Linked DNA regions of Sus scrofa: region 1 is linked to region 2. The links are chromatin contacts, called in public Hi-C maps. All regions are on one chromosome and are shown on one strand. The core of a region is the stretch at or near the end of the contact, and the rest is flanking DNA. Distances in the headings are between cores, read along the strand shown.

Region 1 (2,808 bases), core at 86-2,585, 50 kb after region 2:
GGCCTCCCAGACAATGCAAACTCAGGCAAAGTGTGCTGGGGCTGTGGGTGAGGCAAACCCTGGCTTCTCAGGGGGTGTGGAAGGCAGAGAGGACCTTGGGGACAGAGGAAGGGCCTGTTAAGAGGGTGTGAAAGGCCAAGAGAGAGAGTGGTTAGGACATGCCACCAAAGCAGGAGGGAGGGAGTGCCTCAGCTGGCTGGGCTCCGAGCTGGCACCAGAGGCACTTTTGCAGAAGACAGGAACATGAGTCACCAGCTTCTCCCACACCCAGCACCCTGTTGGCAGGTGCCCCTCGGTTTGTTGAATGAATGTGGGGCTTAAATAGAAAGGTTCCTCAGAAAAGCAGGGAGAAAAGCAGCTGCCTTTCCAAGGGCACCGCCCTCAGCCAGGGCCTTTCCAACCAAGCCAAAGCCAGGAAGACGAGGGGCCAGCAGTAGGGAAATGCTCCCTCTCCCAGTCATGCTAACTCCTCTGCTCCAAACTAGTCTGCCCCTCTGCACAACATCAGAGCCTTGGTTTACATACTCCCTGGAGCGGGGACCTCAGTGCCTGCTAGGACAGTGCGTTTCTGGACAGCTTCACCAGGGCGATATCTGCCTCCCCACACACCCCATGGGGGACTCCTGTCTGAAGTCCCGTCCAACTCTCAAGTCCGCAAATGTGAGAATCCCAAAGGCGCAGGCGGGAACCGAGAAGGAAAGAAGGAGCTGCGCGGAGGCGCCGCACATAAGCGGACCCGGAGACAGAGCCACACCTCCAGAGGTTGCGTCTCTACCACCACGCGCCCCCGAGGAGGACGTGGACCACCGGGTGCTGACCGCACGTACGGACGACCTGGCTGCCCTGCCGGAAGGAGCGGACCCGGGAGCGAGAGGGAGGAAGGGCCGGCTGCACGGAGGCGGTTAGCCGCACAAGGGGCTACGGCGGGCGGCCGGGAGAGTGGACGAGGCAGCCTGGGTGTGGCCGGCGAAGCCGGGGACACTCACGTTCGCAGCCATGGCAGGATCCGGTCACCGCCCGCCTCACTCGGCTCAGCAAGAAAACGGACTTACGGCTGCACCACGGAATCCCGCCACCTCTCGACAGCCAGATGGCGGCCAAAAGGCGCGGGAAGCCCGGAGCCCTAGGATGCGCTACAGAGCAACGCCCCGCAAGCCGCGGTTTTTCTGCTCTCGCCCGCCGCGCCTCCTCCTGGGAAACGTAGTCTGGTGCCCTCTCCGGAAGTTGCAACCTACCCGGTACCTCACTGGTGCACCTGCGCATTGCAGGTCATTCTGGGAATTGCAGTTCCTTCTGTCTAGGGAGTTGCTCGGCGGCGCGCGGCCTGCTGGGAAATGTAGTTCCCGGTTGAGAAGGCCGGGCTAGGAGCTCCGAGGCAGGCGCGCGGAGGGCAGGCCTGGAGGGGGCGGGTCCGCACGGGCCTCCCAGCCGCCCGCCTCGCCGGGGAGAGGTCACGGCGTGAGGCAGCCACCGCGATCACCGCGAGGTTGGAGCGCCGGGCTGCACTATGGCCTACTGCCGGCAGGAAGGTAGGAGGGCGGGGTACCTAGAGACGGCCTACGAGGGCCTGCAGGGAACAGGCGGATTGTGCGGCCCCCGCGCCCCACCACTGGTGCGGAAGATAGTCCTCGGACCCTTGCGTCGGGTCTCCATCCCCGCTTTACAGATGGGCAGCGGGGAGAAGCGAGGCGGTCCAAGGTCACCGTGAGGCTCGAACCCGGACGTCTGAGGGACCACCACGTGAGAGAGCTCTTAAATTAGGCCTGGGGGTCGGAGGAGTGCGAGCGCGCTGCCGCTGGCTCCTAACGGAGAGTTTATAGGTATTAATTGTTACTATGGCGCTTACCCACACCACGTGTTCCGGTTTGCGCCGCCCGTCAACAGTCCTGGAAAGTCGCCCTCGGCGTGCTCTGTGCTGCGGCGTGGAGTACCGCCCGAGGGGACCGGTCAGGCGCTGGTGCGCCCTAAGCCAGGCCCTGTTCATTTCCCGAGAGTAAACAGCGACCCAGAGGTGACTAGGCTAATGCCATGATGCCGGCAAGTCCGGAAGCTGGGGTTGGACCCCCGCGGTCTGATTCCAGAGCTGCCCAGCCTGGTGACCAGTGGATTCCAGGGAGCCTTCCGTTGGGAAGACAACCCCCCAAAAAAACAAAACTAAATAGGTTTCTGTCTATGGTCTCTCTCCTTGTTACCTCTCCTGGAACCCCAGAAGTCTCCAGGCCAGGGGTTCGAGGGCCTCCGCGCACAACCGCTAACTGGCTCTTTGTCCCTGAGCTGTCACCCAGCCCCTCCAAGGCCCAGTGTTCAGTCTTGTAAAATGAGAAGTAGGCCTTCCTTCCTTCTCCACATATTCATGAAGCACCTTTTTAGTGCCAGGTGAGGGTGATGGTGAACACCTGAGACTTTAAAGCTCCAGAGAGAGCTGGAACTCTCCCTGAAATTCTTTAATGAATAGTCTAGCTCCCTCAGGTCATTGAGGGACCCTTAAGCCCAGAGATGGAGGTGATCTACCCAAGGTCATGCTTAGGTAGGAAAACAGCTCAATCTAAAATGCTAGGCCTTTCCCCCAGTACCCCATTCTGCTTCCAGAACCCTCCTTCCCTGGGTCATAAAGTCATAATACTCACGATGTCTCTAATGAGTGCTATTTTAATTGATTGATATTTAACTCTGCCTTGAGCAAAAGTCCTCTGCCCTCACCGCTTTGTTAGAGAGTAGGTCTCTTGTTTTTTATTGCCTTCTGAGTCTACTTTACTTCATCATTTAGCAATTTTTTTTTTTGAGCCTTGTGGGCTTAATGAGGCCATG
Region 2 (2,904 bases), core at 171-2,670:
ATGCCAGATCCTTAACCCACTGCATGGGGCCAGGGATCGAACCCACCTCCTCATGGATCCTAGTCAGATTCATTATCGCTCAGCCACAGTGGGAACTCGCCTGAGGCTTATTATTTTAAATGTCTGTGCTAAAATCTTGGTAATATTTTCACTTGATACCATGTGTCAAGTCTTACAAAAGCTAAAAGAAACTCAATGCTTTAAACACATAGTGTGTTTAGAATTTGCATTAATATATTACATATTAGCAACCATTTAGTCTTGAGCCAGCATTTAGCCAGCTACTTATCTACATAGTTATCTACTTAACTACCTAGCTGTCCATGGGCCTGTTTTTATATATGACATTCCTGCATATAGTCACGTCCCTACTTACCTAGAAGTTAGAATTCTGGCAACTTCAGTGTCCTTTTGTCCTGTTTCTCAAAGGTAGGGAAAGAATCTTCTGAGTTGGCTCATGGTGGGGTCAGCAAATGTGAATTCCCTCTTCTTTCTGACATCTGGCTCACATGTGTTCATACAGACAGTAAGCTTTTACTCCTAGAACTCACGCTATCTGATTTCTTCCCACAGTTCCCCTCCGCTCAGCTCTAGGTTGTAGGTTCCTCCTATTTTGAGGGTCCATCTGGTGCTGGGGCCATAATTAGGACTCATCTTGTTGGGAACTCGAGGTCTGTGCTGATAAAGGATGAAGGAGGGGGCTCAGAGCTCACAGGTCATGGGCAACTAATCGCAACAGAATCTCAATAGATGGGGCCCTCAAAGCTCTGCTTAGCGTAAATGTGGTGCCAGGATGTCTGAGGTGCCTTTATCATCCTTTCTGTTATCTCTACACAGGGACTTTACAAGCGCCCGGAAGAAGACGCACCTTCCAAAGAAAGAGGCTGCCGTGGACACAGGGGCCTGCGAAGGGGATGCCGAGGAGGACAGTGAGGATGACTGGGAAGAGGTGGAAGGTAAGGCTCTTCCCCTCTCTCTGGGTTCTTTGATCTTGTTTTTCTGTTTGATTCTGTTTGGAGTTGTGTCACGTACTGCAATCCTGTTCTTTTCTTTTGAAACTAATAAGACAAAAATGAGGTTGCACTAGGGACTTGATTTTTTTTTTTTTTTTTTTTTTTTTTTAATATGTTCACACCCAGGACATATGGAAGTTCCCAGGCCAGGGATTAAATTAAATACGAGCCGCAGCTGGGAAGTATGCTGCAGCCATGCTGGATCCTTTAACCCACTGAAGTGGGCCAGGGCTCAAACCTGAGCCTCAGCAGTCGGATTCTTAACCCATTGTGCCACAGCAGAAACTCCATCCAGGGCCTTGCTTTTGATGTATGGAAAAATTCATGACCAGGTTACCAAAGCATGTTGTGTATTCCTTTCCTCTGGTTGCGGTCAGTGGAGGAGGTTATGAAAGAGAGAGCCTAGGCTTTGGGAGGACTTAGACCTGGTTCAGAGTCCAGTTCTGCCTCCTGTCTAGCTGTGTGAATGAGTAACTCCACCTGTCCAAGCCGAGTTTTTCACTGTTAACATTCAGTAAATATCGAATGCTCACTCGGAGCCGGATGGTCTAGGCTCCAGGATTGTTGTGAGCAAAAAGCTGGACCTAGTGCCCCATATACTTAAATGGCAGCTAATGTCACCATCTCTGATTCCTGCCTAGCATGACTTTTCTCCAGCTTCTTATTTTTAAAATGTTCAAACCTACAAAGAAATCGAAATGTCGTCTTGGCGCTCTTCACCTAGACTCACTAAGCTTTTTGTTGTGCCATATTGAATGTGTCTTTCTCTCTGTAAATATTCATCGTGGAGTCACGTGAAAGTAAATCTCAAATATCCTGATTTTTCACTTGTAGAGACTTCAGCAGGGATCTCATAAGAATTAGACATTCTCCTACATAATGAAATATCCTTACCACACCTAGATTAACTCCCTCTTGTTATAAAACTATTCTTTAAAGCTGTTCCCCTGTCCCCCATGCAGGATCAAATAAGGGTTTTTGGTTCTTTTCGTTTGGTCTCTTTAATCTAGAGCGGGGACCCCCCCGACTACCTTTTAAGCTTTTTATAGCCATGCTTTTTTTCGGAGTCCTGGCCTCTTGTGTTGTGGAATGTCTCATATTCTGGTTTTGCCTGGTAAACACTCAGACATCTCAGGGTGGTGGTAAGTTTGTTTCAGCATCCCCTGAATTTCTTATAAACTGTAAGGTAAGTCCAGAGACTTGGTTGCATTTAGATTGAAAGGTTTTTTGGCAAGAATACCTCAGAGCTTTGTGCTTCATATTGTGTGCATCAAGAGGCAGAGGCACTTGACTTCAGGCGGTCTGCTAGGGATGCTGAGATTGACCTTGTCTGTGTTACTGATGGTGCCATTGTTGAGGTACCTCTTCCTTTTGTAGTTGATCATCTCTAATGGAACTCTGAGTCCAGGAGAATGTCATGTTCCACAATCACTTTTTACTTAACGGTCTTAGAATGTGCGTTGATGACCTCAACTGAATCAAAGATTATTACATTGAGTGTTGCAAAGTGGCAATGTTCTGATTCTGTCATTTCATGTGTATTTACTAGCCAGCTTTGATCTATAATGAAAAGCTCTCCCTTTTAAGAATTGTATTTATTTTGGGGAGTTCCCGACGTGGCACAGTGGTTAACGAATCCGACTGGGAACCATGAGGTTGCGGGTTCGATCCCCGCCCTTGCTCAGTGGGTAATGATCCGGCATTGCTGTGAGCTGTGGTGTAGGTTGCAGACGCGGCTCGGATCCAGCGTTGCTGTGGCCCTGGTGTAGGCCAGCGGCTTCAGCTCCAATTCGACCCCTAGCCTGGGAACTTCCATATGCCACGGGAGCGGCCCAAGAAATGGCAAAAAGACAAAAAAAAAAAAAAAATTGTATTTATTTTAAATATCACT

What was found. Hi-C and Micro-C count contacts between places; a contact is called where the count stands out from the background.
Region 1: a Hi-C map of liver shows a contact between it and region 2, with 2.4 times the contacts expected there. The contact joins the promoter of CHCHD4 here to the enhancer-like site in region 2. A contact is called at or near these places in 5 of 47 Hi-C or Micro-C datasets (heart right ventricle, liver, psoas muscle and 2 more) and 2 of 2 datasets of contacts at active chromatin or transcription factors (alveolar macrophages and skeletal muscle).

The regions. Positions count from the first base shown.
Region 1 is chr13:70,415,991-70,418,798 of Sscrofa11.1, forward strand. It overlaps CHCHD4 (coiled-coil-helix-coiled-coil-helix domain containing 4), which reads left to right and starts at 1,336. Exons shown (of 3, transcript NM_001243499.1): 1 at 1,336-1,529. The coding sequence starts at 1,508. TMEM43 (transmembrane protein 43) reads right to left here and starts at 1,223. Exons shown (of 12, transcript XM_021069380.1): 1 at 987-1,223. The coding sequence starts at 998.
Region 2 is chr13:70,365,836-70,368,739 of Sscrofa11.1, forward strand. XPC (DNA repair protein complementing XP-C cells) reads left to right here. Exons shown (of 15, transcript XM_021069376.1): 3 at 838-956. Among named protein-coding and RNA genes, the nearest start is that of XPC, 18 kb to the left of the region's middle. Within about 2 kb of position 1,421, at least 6 of the 83 cell types and tissues checked have an H3K27ac peak or open chromatin away from gene starts, as enhancers often do. A contact at or near this core is called in liver, where this site is marked.